Linked DNA regions of Mus musculus: region 1 is linked to region 2. The links are chromatin contacts, called in public HiChIP or PLAC-seq maps. All regions are on one chromosome and are shown on one strand. Each heading gives the region's core, a stretch centred on a gene start, on an enhancer-like site or on the middle of the called end of the contact. The rest is flanking DNA. Distances are from core to core; before and after follow the strand shown. Region 1 overlaps Prex1 (phosphatidylinositol-3,4,5-trisphosphate-dependent Rac exchange factor 1). Region 2 overlaps Prex1 (phosphatidylinositol-3,4,5-trisphosphate-dependent Rac exchange factor 1).

Region 1 (5,773 bases), core at 995-3,494, 100 kb before region 2:
GGCCTTTGAGCACCAAGGAAATGGAGAAGGAGACTGGGATTGAGCCCTCTCTGGATGCAGTGGATCAACTGTGTGCCTGGGAACAGTGTCTTTTATTTCAGTGTCCATGACAGGAGAGGGTGGGCTGTGTGTTTCTTGTAGGAAGTCACAGTTGGGTTGACACTGTGGGTCAGGTCTCAGTGTGATTGGGGAGCTGTGATCAAGTTAGAGCACCTTCCCCATCCTTCATGGTTAGAACACAGGCTACAAATTGGGGCTCTTCAGGCCAGATCAGGCCCCTAAGTGGGTTCTGTTGGCCTGCACAGTATTTTAGATTTTTCTTATTAGTTGTCAACATTGAGAAAGAATTTTTTGAGCCTGGCAGTGGTGGTACAGGCCTTTAGTCCCAACACTTGGGAGGCAGAGGCAGGCTGATCTCTGGGTTCGAGACCAGCCTTGTCTGTACAGTGAGTTCCAGGAAAGCCAGGGCTACATGGAAAAACCCTTTCTAAAAAACCCCAAAAAGGAAAAAACCTTTTGATTAAAAAATTATTTCTTGCATGAAAATCTATTTTTATGGCTTGCATATCCAGCTGAGGTTCCTGCAGGCAGCCCTGACTACTTGAATTTTGGTTGTCAGTGCACTATCTCTGGTTTTGTTTTATAATTGAATAGTTAAGAGGATAAAGGAATATTTCTTCCAACTTGTTTTTGTCTTTTTGTCAGACACATAAGGAATGCATGTTCCTTACAGGAGAGAGGAGTTATTTTGAAGGACCATCCTTTGGTCTCCTCTGTTCCTACTGGGGCATGGGCATTTGAAGTGGAGGTGCCAGCCAGCTCTTGGGTGGTCCTTCTCTGTCTCTGTGTGGAGAAGAGGGAGAAGGTTGTCTCCAGAGGGGCTGATTCTGTGGCCCAGCCTCTATTTCCTGTAGCCTGTGGGCAGTCTCTTTTGCAGTGTCAGCTGTGGTACAGGATGCTCTCACGTCCATCTGTCCTACAGACTGCTCCATGTCCCTTTGGGAGGTCCCTACAGTGAAGAAGCAAGGGGTTTCCCCCACAGTGTGATGAACCGCTCAGGTGCTGTCAGGTCTTCCTGCCCTTACATCTAGAGCCGTTGTCCTTGGCTCGCCCTAGTCTGTGTTTTTGAAACAGTAGTCACCAGCAAGAGCTGTCTGTCTGTCAGGATTCTTTGTGACAAGTGACAGAAAAACCCACCCCAACAGCCTCCAGTAAGAACAAGAACTGGCAGCTAGCAAGATGGCTAAGCAGGTAAGGGTGATCACTACCAAGCCTGATGACTTGAGTTGATTTCTTGGACCTATGTGTTGGGAGGAGAGAACTGATTGCTGCAAGTGTGTGCACACATGTATACACACACTCACCCACACACACTCTCTAAATACAGTTAAAAATATTAAAAACAGGGCGTAGTGGCTAGCCTGGTATACATAGTGAGTTCCAGGATAGCCAGGGCTACATAGAACCTGTCTCATACAAACAAGCAAGCAACAAACAAACATATAAACAGCAGCAGCAGCAGCAACAAAAACCAGGAACAGAGAGGCCTGGGTTACAAGAGAGTCCATCATGTCCTGGGTGGGCTCCGATTTGCTATCACAGGCCCTGTGCCCATGTCTGATCCTTCACTGAGACTCGGGGCGGGACTTCCCTGCACCCATTGGAGGTGGGGGGGAGGGGTGGTTCCTAGAAAGAAGACCCCAGAGCATTGGGACCATAAAGGGACGGATGCTGGATGCTGGGTGGACTGTTTCTTCTCTCAGCTGGGGCTTCTTCCCTTGCCTCTCCTTTGCCTTCTCGCCACCCGCCTGCTTGCTTTAAAAACCACAGTCACACTGCCTCTTCCCCTGCTGTTCTAGCTCTTTCCACCGATCTCCTAAGAGCACCGGTGGTTACAGGTCTGAAGTGCTGTGCTTCGAGCACAGTGGCCTTCCCAGGAACTAAGTGGGAAGGTGTTCTCCAGTCACTTCGTTGTAAGAGAAAGGTTTTGTTTGTAACCTGTCCAGGCTCACACCAGCTGTGTGTTTGCATCTGCAAATGGTGGGAATTCTTGGGTCAGAGGATGAAGTGTGGAGCCAGGCTTCCAGTGCTGGGCCCAGCCTGAGCTCACAGCTAGTGTTTGTGGAGCGAACCAGCAAAACCAGCAGGGGCTTGGAGCCCGCTCCAGGTCTGCTGAGGCGTCTGGGCCTGAGGTCAGCCCCAGTGGGAAGCATCCTGTTCTGCTGTGCCCTCCCCTCCCCACACAGGGAGATCTGAATGAACAGAACCCAGAATGTTCCGGCAGCGCTGGCTCCCGCAGCAAGTGACAAAGGCATCTTTGTCCGGTCCCGGGTGTGAAATCATTCCACAGGGGGGATAGTGTAGGCTCTGGAGTCAGCTTGCCAGGGAGGGAGGGGCTGGGCTAAGGTGTCCCCATCCCATGCCCGTTCCTGTAATGGGGTAGCGTTTCCCCTACCTACTCTCACTTTCATCTGGGCCAGAATGCTTTTTTGTCCCCTTGCCCTAGGAGGAGAAGATAGGTCCTAAGTCTTTGAACAGTCTAGAGAAGTGCTCACCCACTGAACTACCCCCTCCTTGCAGTGCCCCATCCCTTTATTTCGTGAGAGAGTCTTTCGGGGTAGCCCAGGCTGGCCTCAAATGAACAGACTCAGGTTTGCAAGCCTGTGTCCCAGTACCCAGCCAGTATGCTCCAGACTCCGCAGATCTTGTGGGCTGAGAACGATGCGGGGCTGCCATTCTGCTGAGAAGGCGCGTGTCAACGTCAACCTTCTGTCCTTTATACCACAGTGTGCACAGCAGCTGTGAAACCAGGCTGGCATGGCTGCAGGGGACAGGCAGGGGACAGGCAGAGCGGCAGAGTGTTAAAATAGCTTGGCGGTGACTTTAACACCCTTGGCTCAGTTCCCTTGGGAATCTCTCAAGGGGGAAGAAAAAAAGCCCGTGGGTGCGCAGGGGAGATGCTCAATGGGTAAGAGCGCTTGCTTTGAAAGTGGGAGGCCCTGAGTTTGAATCCCCTATACTCATGTGAGAAGCTACACAGGGTTAGAGGTGGGGCCAGAGGGAGGCACATTCCAAGAGCTTGCTGGCCAGCCTGCCTAGCTGAAATGGTGAGTGTCTGGTTCAGGAGAGACCCTGCCTCAGAGCACCGAGGTGGAGGAGAGTGAGGGAAGATACCAGAGGCCCTGATCTGTCTTCTGCATGCGCACTTATTGGTGCACACACGTACACACTCACACACTCACACACACACACACACACACACACACACACACACACACTCACATATACATGTGCACACACACATGCGCACACACAGTGCATATGAAAGATGTAAAGCTGTGGAGATTTTTTTCCAGCTGCATTTCTAATGACACAGTAAAATGATAACCAACAGGTAAACCGCAGAGGTGGGCATTAGCAAATAGCTTGTTAGACCATCAAGCGTGCTTTGCAAAGAATGTTCTTGACCTCTGACCTCTCTGTGGATAGGAAGGCAGCTAGAGTAAGTGAGAAAGGCAATCCCAGTGTTTAGGGGGAAAACAACAACAACAACAACAACTACTACTACTACTACTACTACTACTACTACTACTACTACTACTACTACTAAACAATAATAGCACAGAAGCTGGGCTTAATGTAATCCTGGCAAAGGAGGCAAAGGCAGGAGGATCAGGCAGGCTTTCAAAGTCGTCCTCATCTACATAGCATATTTGAGTCCAGCCTGGGCTACATTGGATTCTATCTTAAATAGAAGAGGAAGAAGGAAAAGGGGAAAAAAAAAAGCACTAAAAGGCTCTTTGGGTGGGCATGTCAGTTGGCTTTCTGTTGTGGTGACAAAGCATCCGAGAACGTCAGTTCATGGTATTTGAGGTCTCGGACTTGGGGTTGGTCCAGTCACCTGTGATAAGGCAGTACGCCACGGCTGTGGGAACAGGTCCATGAGACCCGCTCACCTCAGGGCTGCGTCCCCAATATCCATGAAGTAGTATCTCTCCAGAGAGCTGGCTTCCTTTCCGCAGGCCATGCCTCCTAACGGTTCTGCCACTTCTGGGTAGCATCCAGGATGGTGACCCAGGCTTTGGGGGTGGGGGTGGGGGTGGGGGTGGGGGTGGAGGGACACTTGAGATCTAACTTACTGTCTGTGGTGGCACGGGCGGGTCATTCAGGAACTGGAGCTGGGGCACCAGGCATGTGAGCTCAAGGACAGCTCTTAGAAAAGAACACCCTCATCACAGAGAAAACTACTGCAGGGCACCAGGCTGCCCACCACAGGGGGCCTCAGGCAGAGAATGGGGAGAGATACTTTGTATATTTTGGTGCATTGCTGCCTTAGTTATAATTAACAGATTTGCAAATGAATGCAGAATACATTAATAATAACTCAAGCTGTATCATACATACTGTAGTCTGTGCATACCAGGCTCTTCTTTGAAATGAGGCAGGCTGGGATTTTCTGCACTGCTGTTTGGTACACATGTGTTGGTAGGTAGTGTGCAGGACGCCCCCTGGGCCCTCTGTGAGCCCCTAGTCTTGTGGGGTCAGGGACAGAGAAGACAATTGCATTATAATTGTTGTATGCGGGGATCAAGGTTGTCCTCACCCTGTGGCCGCCTCTGCCTGGTGTTTTCCATTGCTCTCTCTCATCCCTTCCCTGTACCCAGTGTGGCCCTTTGTACTGCTGGCCCTGACAGATCCCAACACAGCGCAGCTCTGTTTTTGGCCCCACTCTGCTGGGATGTTGCTGCCTAGGGAGGTCCCTTCCCTGACCATCCTGCCCGTGTGTTGATAGGAGTTGGTCCATTGGGTCCTCACAGGCTCTGAATGTCCTGAGACCTGCACATGTGTGGCCCTCCTCGCTCCTGTCACTTCACTCCGTTTTTATGGAACCTTTGTGCAGTACACCTTGACCTTGGCATTGCAGATAGAGCCGGTGGCTTGGTTCAGAGTGGGTCTTGAGGTCCGTGATCCCTTGTCAGAGAACTTTCCAGACTGAAGGCTCAAAGTATGGAAACTTGGTTTTATCTTTCTCCTCATACCCGGCTATGTGACTTGGAAGCAAGGTACATCTGTGTGTCTGCCTGCCTGCCTATTTGTCTGTCTGTCTATGCATCTGTGTATCTGTCATCTATCTTTCTATGTATCTGTCATCTGTGTACTCATCTATCAATCTTCTATCTTTTGGGTTGTCATGGTAATTGCTGACCAAGCCATCTCTTCAACCCCCATTTCTCACTTTGAGCCTTAGCTTTATATTCATAAAGTGGGAACCCCAGTAGCTCTCCCCTCCTCTGATCCTTGTCCCACCCGAATCAAGGCAGGTTGTAGCAGCTGTATAGTATGCTGCTGGGTGTGTGGCAGGCGACTCAGTAATGATAGGTGTTACTAAGGATAACACAGGCCCAGCCATGAGTTGAAAATAAACAGGATAAGCAAGGTTAAACCAGGAAAAAAGAGAGGGGTCCTTTACAGAACACCCAGAATATAGCCTCGGTTCCATAAACCACTCACTGATGGGCCTTGGTAACCATGGTGATGGATGCACAATCGTGGTTCTTGAGGGAGACCTGTTTTGCCGGCCAGGGGACCTACAGAAATGCAGTGGCACTGGGCTGTCAGGACTAGGAAGGAATGATACTACTTCCATTGGATACCCAGCATAGGGGTGCTGGGAGGTATCTGGGGCTGAGGAGGTGGCTTAGCAGGTAAAGTGCATGCCAAGCAAGCATGAAATCCAGAATCCAGATCCCCAGAACCCACAAAAAACCCAGAC
Region 2 (6,340 bases), core at 1,108-3,607:
GAGAGACAGGGTTTCTTTGTGTAACCCTGGCAGTCCTGGAACTCACTCTGTAGACCAGGCTGGCCTCAAACTCAGAAATCCACCTGCCTCTGCCTCCCAAGTGCTGGGATTAAAGGCGTGTGCCACCACGCCCAGCTTCTTTTTTGTTTTTAAAGATTTCTTGTTGTGTGTGCGCGTGTGCGTGTAACATGTGGCTGGACTCACCCTTCATGTGGAGGCCAGAGGGGGACACTGGGTACCTTCCTCAGCCACTTTCCACTGTGGTTTTTGAGACAGGATCTCTATCTGAACCCAGAGCCCTCCCAACTGGGTCAATTGCTGGCCAGCAAGCTCTGAAGATGTGCTGGTCTCTGTCTCCCCAGCACTGGGGTTAGAGGCATGTGCTTCACAGGGCATTTATATCGGCACTGTGGATCCAAACGCAGGCCTTACTGCTTGTATGGCAGGCACTGAACCCACCAAGCCATGTCAGGTTTTTAAAGGAGTCAGAGAGCCAAGGCCGTTGTGTGGAGTTCACACATGTTAACACTGGCTTGCAATTCTGCTCCCTTACAATGCTCTCTCGACCAAGCCACGCTTGTCCGGGAGCTGCTTCTAGCCTGTGGCTGCCGGTTGGCCAAGGCGCCGAACCGCTGCCATCTGACCACGACTGTGTGTCTGCGGCTTGCAGTTCTGGAGAAGAGCGAATTCAAGGATGAGTCCCAGTACTTCCGCTTCCATGCTGATGAGGAGATGGAGGGGACCAGCAGCAAGAACAAACAGCTTCGCAATGACTTCAAGCTGGTGGAGAACATCCTGGCAAAGCGACTGCTGGTAGGAGGCTCACAGTAGGGCTGTTCTGCCTCTCTTCCCTGCCTCTCCTGTGGCCTGGGAGCTGGGCAGCTTCAGACAGTGGCCAGAGCAGGGCATGCAGCTCTGAGCATGAGTCTTGGGACAGAAAAGCCAAGTCACTGTGCTAGCCAGGACTATATTCCTCATGAAACGCTGGGGCTGCAGGAGTTCCTACCCTTTCATCTAGCCCACAGCCATTGCTTCACTGTGCCTCCTGAGTCACCTCCTCCAGCACTATAGATAGCTCTCAGGAGTTTGTGTCCTGCTCGCATCCAGGAGCCTTGAGTGTCTGCAGTTGGGACATTTACTAACCAGGTCAGCAAGGTTGGCATCCCAGCCCACCTAGCCTGACTTCTTAGGCTGGGCTTGTGGCGAGTTGTCCGGAAGAGGTCTGTCCATAGCCACTCTAACCTCTCTGGTCTGTGGTAATCCTGGGGACGGCAGTTCCCTCTGGTGCTCTAAAGCCCTCCAGTGTAACCCACCACACCTGGATAAGAGTCAGCGTCTGTCCTGAGCTCTTCCTGCCTCTCCAGCTTTGTCCCCTGGGTAACGCTTTCCTCACTGTCTGAGCCAGGCTAGTCTCTCTCCCTGGGGCTGCCTCTGGGCCTTCCCACCCCCTGTACCTGCTGCCTAGAGCTCTTTGCCCACCCGCTCTCTTCTTTTACTTTAGCCTGAGTACATTCCCAGTCACACTGTAGACTGTTTCCTTCAGTCAGCAGTAAAAGTGGGGCAGCTCAGGGGCCTTGTAGACTTGCCACACACACCCCCCGCCCCCGCAGGATCCTAGTTCTTGGGGAGAAGGGTGTTGTCGTCGCTCCCGTCTGGTTGCCATAAGTGCATCTTGGGCTTTCAGATCCCGCCACAGGAGGACGACTATGGCTTCGACCTTGAGGAGAAGAACAAGGCTGTGGTAGTGAAGTCTGTGCAGAGGGGCTCGCTGGCTGAGGTGAGACCCACCGGTGGCCACTCAGGTGGGGTGGTACCTGAGCTGGGGGTGACCCCGTGTCTCTGAGATGCAGGGTAGCTGGGAATGAGACTGCCTTCCTGGCACGTTCCACTAGCGCCACCTGCTGGGCTCTTGGAGACGTGCAGGGAAAGCAGATGGCTGGCTCCCTGCAGGGTTTCTTCTGTCTCCCAAACCCCAGTTTATGGCATCTCCTTCCACAGTCTTGTTCACATTCCCATGGTTACAAAGTGGCCACCACACTGACCTCTGTGCCGTCACAACACAGGCTGGCGCTGGCCATTTCTTCCCAAGGGAACTGCCACCCACCCTTGCCTCCTTGGGCTTTCATTTACAGCTCAGAGCCCAGCTTCCTGGTGCTTCTAGAACATTCCAGCTTCCTCGGTGAAGAGGGAGGAGGCCAGTGACACCTGTGCTTGTCCCTCCAGATGGCTGGCCTGCAGGCTGGGAGGAAGATTTACTCCATCAACGAGGACCTGGTGTTCCTGCGTCCCTTCTCTGAGGTGGAGACCATCCTCAACCAGTTCTTCTGCTCCCGCCGCCCGCTCCGCCTCCTGGTGGCCACCAAGGCCAAAGAGTGAGTGCGAGCCTCAGGCTGACTCAGCAGGTCTCCCTGGGCCTGGCCCTCCAGCATGGGGCTGCCACCTTTGTTAGTCTAATTTGATGTCCCAAGTGCATGACCAGCTCAGTTTTGGGAACACCGTCCCGTCAAGGTGGATACAGTTCCTACCTTCCATGGATTCTTGCGAAGTCAGGGGGCGGGGCCAGATATACACTGGGCAGGTGTGAGGCGTGTGCCGAGTTGGCAGTTATCAGCAGATACCTGAGATTAGAGAAGGAAGCCAGTGTATGCAGAGAGACAGTGGCCAGAGAGATGTCACTGGGGATGGAGCGATGGCTCTAGGAGACGACTTCTGGAGGACGAGGGTTCTAGAAAGATGAAGCACTCACTGCAAAGCCCCCGAGGTTGCACTGTTGGTGGCAGGTCGGAGGAGGCAGTGAGGGGGTAGAGCAGAGTTGGAGAGAGGAGACATGAGCAAGTCCCCATGGATGACCGCTGGAGAGGAAGGCTTCCCTGGGGCTGCAGGTGGAAGCAGGTGCCTTCTATGGCTGCCTGGCTTGCAGGGTCAGGGTGGGCCACATCTGGACAGAGGTGCGGTGGGCATACTTTTATTTTACTTATTATTTATTTATTTATGTATATGTACTCTGTCTGCATGTATACCTGCATGCCAGAAGAGGGCATTGGATCCCATTACAGATGGTTGTGAACTACTGTGTGGTTACTGGGAATTGAACGCAGGACCGCTGGAAGGGCAGTCAGTGCTCTTAACCACTGAGCCATCTCTCCAGCACAAATGTACTTATATTGGTTAATTATTTGGTTCCCTGCTTCCCAGGCACTTGAGGCAAATGTTGGCTGATCCTTTCACAGAGGTTGCCTAAGACCATTTGAAAACACAGATATTCACGTTAGGATCCCTAACAGTAGGAAAATTACAGTTAGGAAGTAGCTATGAAAATAATTTTATGGTTGGTGGGGTCACGAGAACATAAGGAACTGCATTTTTTTTTTTTTTTTTTTTTTTTTTTTGAGACAGTGTTTCTCTGTGTAGCCCTGGCTGTCCTGGAACTCACTTTGTAGACCAGGCTGGCCTCGAACTCAGAAATCCACCTGCCTCTCTCTGCCTCCCAAGTGCTGGGATTAAAGGCGTGCACCATCACGCCTGGCTTCATAAGGAACTGTATTAAAGGGCCCCCCAGCATTAGCAAGGTTGAGAACCGCTGGTTTAGACTCTGTTTCTGTAAGGACAGGAGATTCAAGGAAAAGGTGACAGGAAAGGCTTAGCTACTCGATGCCGGAGACGGAAGTCACCAGGGTTTAATCTTTGAGGACAGGCTCTCAGGGTGGCTCTGCTTGCCCGGTAGACATGGAAGGAGGGATCATGCTGTGTGCTGGGGACAGAAGCTGCCTAGCAGCTCAAAATGAATGATATCTGCCAATCCCTGCGGCTGGTACCTTCCCTTGGCACCCACAGCCCCCAAGCTGTGCCTCCCCTTGGTATCCGCCACTGTCTCAGCCCCTGTCTGCTTGGGTGACAGCCTTTGGTTCTTTGGGGACCTGGTTGACTGACCATGTTGATCATTGCTCCTCTCATGGCTGATTTCCAAGAAGCCCAGGGTGTTGGCGGGAAGGGACTCCTTGAGGACCCACACTCCTTTTTCTCATGGCCTGTCTCTGCCCCTGTGCCTGCCAGGACCATCAAAGTCCCTGACCACCCAGAGGCCCTGTCCTTCCAGATTCGAGGAACAGCCCCGCCGTGTGTCTTTGCTGTGGGCAGAGGTGAGCGGGAGTCTGGTGTGCAGAGCCTCTTGGGGCCACATCGTGGGCGTGGAGAGCCGCATGCCCAGTGCAAGCGACTATAGCTTCCCAGTGGCATCAAGGCCATGGTCCAGCTGTGTGAGACCTTGGCTAGAGCCTTAGGCAGTCCAGCTAGAACTGAGAAAGTGACTAACATCTACTGAGCACTTAGTAAGGACAGCCATTCCCCACGCCCAAGCTTCTAGAGTCTCTCCAGAGTCCTTTGAAGAGATGTGCTGTTTACCAACTTCACAGATGAGAATATTAAGGCCCAGAGAGGTGAAGTGTTGTGTTGTAGACGCAGGGCAGAGAGGTAGTTGGAGGCCCCTGAGACTGGGACCTGCATGGGCCAAGGTCCTCGAGGCCTGTGCATCTTAGGCTGGAGTCAGCTGGCCATTTGTTTTCATTTCTAGAGTTGTCCGTTAGCCTAGAGATGCTCACGACCCACTGCTTGGGACCTGTGGTAGGACTGGCAGGGATGGACCGTGCTAGGCAGCTATATTGTGTCCTGGATTTTCTGAGCCTTTGCCCTAAGGGTAGCTTTGGTCTCTCTCTGCGTCCTGGCTTCAGTCCGTCGCTGTGCGGGCATGCAGGGCTCCAAAAGATAGGGGTCTGAGATACCACATTGGGCCGGCTGCCTCTGCTGTATCAGCGGCAGCTCTCTGGTTGGCAGCTGAGAGGAGGCACGCTCTGGATGCAGCCATTGGCAGGGGCAGCTGGACCCTGGCTCCTCTGCCTGGCTCTGGCCTCAAGTGTTCCTGTTCCTCAGGCTCTGAGGCTGTGGCTGCCGGGCTCTGCGCGGGCCAATGCATCCTGAAAGTCAACGGCACCAGCGTGGCGAATGATGGCGCCCTGGAGGTTCTCGAGCACTTCCAGGCTTTCCGCAACCACAGGGAGGAGGCCCTGGTGAGCACTGAGCGGAAGGTGGGAGGCTGCCTGCCATCTTGGAGGCCCCTTAGACTGCTTAGGAGCACTGAGCTGAGCTGAGTGTGAAAGGCCCTTTTACAAACGGGAGTGTTGTGACTTCAGCAACGAGCCACATTAACCATAGAAATCACTTGCAGGGTTGGGTTCTGACAGCCCAAATTCTCCCCTGCTGACAGTGTGACAGACTCATGGCTACAGTCACTCTTCCATCTACACGCCTTCTCTTGACTTTGGAGATTCAGGAGAGATGAGGATATTACTTGTACCCCAGTGTTGTCAAAGCCCCGCTTCAGAGTTGGTGTTCCACCCCCAGCCAGTGGTCCCTCAGTTCCAGAGGGACATTTTGGAGATCTCTTCAGAGGTGGCCTCATGGGCAGGAATCAGGGGACCGCCTGCCTTGGCTCGTCCTCTGACAGTGGTTCTTCGCAGGGTCTTTACCAGTGGGTCTACCACAGCCACGAGGATGCCCAGCTGGCACGAGCCAGCCAGGGTGCCCCTGATGAGGACCCCCAGGAAGATGACCAGCCTGACTCAGGTAAGGGACGGGGAGTGGGAAGAGCTTCAGTTTGGGGTCACGGGGATGTCTGGTCTTTTGTGTCCCCAGGTCTCCATCCATCCCAGTTGGCCCCCTTGGTGCTGTGAGCAGCTCAGAGCAGGGCCCATCTTTAGCGGCTCACACTGTAGTGAATCTCCCTGGGCCGTGGTTCTTTCTGGGACTCTCAGCTTCTAGAAGCTCCCCACATGCCTTGGCTCCTGATTCTCTTGCTGCCTGATGGCCTAGCACAGTTTGCCCAAGTCCTAGTTTATTATCCTTGTGGCTCTGCCCCCATCTGCCCAGGGTGGCTCCTGTGATGTTCACAGTTTCTCTTGCTTTATTTTTTTAAAGCAATTTATTTATTTTTATTTCATGTGCATTGGTGTTTTGTCTGTGTGTGTGTGGTGGGGTGTTTTGGAGGTGTCAGTTTTGAGCTGCCATGTGGGTGCTGGGAATTGAACTCATGACCTCTGGAAGAGCAGTTGGTGCTCTTACCCACTGAGCCACTTTGACAGCCCCTCCCGTTTACTTTTCATTGGCTTGTCAGTCAAGAGTTGGTTGCTTAGTGAAAGCCCAAATTCTCCCCTGCTGACAGTGTGACAGACTCATGGCTTATGGGATCAGAAGTACGTGTCTTCTGCGGGCCACCGTTCTGTCACGACCTGCAACGGTCCCCTCTAGAGTCACCTTTGGCCTCTTACCAGACTGCTCACTTCCTCTG

The links. HiChIP or PLAC-seq counts read pairs in DNA pulled down with a chosen protein or histone mark.
Region 1: a contact with region 2 is called in an H3K27ac HiChIP or PLAC-seq map of stem cell-derived neural progenitor cells. The contact joins two enhancer-like sites. A contact is called at or near these places in 3 of 15 datasets of contacts at CTCF or cohesin (the NIH/3T3 cell line, embryonic stem cells and large pre-B cells), 38 of 484 Hi-C or Micro-C datasets (the 63-12 cell line, B cells, the BV-2 cell line and 28 more), 8 of 115 datasets of contacts at active chromatin or transcription factors (double positive thymocytes, embryonic stem cells, epiblast stem cells and 4 more) and 4 of 9 other capture datasets (adipose tissue, embryonic stem cells, liver and 1 more).

The regions. Positions count from the first base shown.
Region 1 is chr2:166,688,827-166,694,599 of GRCm38.p6, reverse strand. All of the region lies in intron 1 of Prex1 (phosphatidylinositol-3,4,5-trisphosphate-dependent Rac exchange factor 1), which reads left to right. Among named protein-coding and RNA genes, the nearest start is that of Gm50596, 11 kb to the left of the region's middle. Within about 2 kb of position 2,244, at least 76 of the 459 cell types and tissues checked have an H3K27ac peak or open chromatin away from gene starts, as enhancers often do. A contact at or near this core is called in cerebral cortex and stem cell-derived neural progenitor cells, where this site is marked.
Region 2 is chr2:166,588,233-166,594,572 of GRCm38.p6, reverse strand. It overlaps Prex1 (phosphatidylinositol-3,4,5-trisphosphate-dependent Rac exchange factor 1), which reads left to right. Exons shown (of 40, transcript NM_177782.3): 16 at 671-813; 17 at 1,685-1,777; 18 at 2,224-2,372; 19 at 4,054-4,139; 20 at 4,927-5,063; 21 at 5,514-5,619. Among named protein-coding and RNA genes, the nearest start is that of Gm29679, 27 kb to the right of the region's middle. Within about 2 kb of position 2,357, at least 18 of the 459 cell types and tissues checked have an H3K27ac peak or open chromatin away from gene starts, as enhancers often do. A contact at or near this core is called in cerebral cortex and stem cell-derived neural progenitor cells, where this site is marked.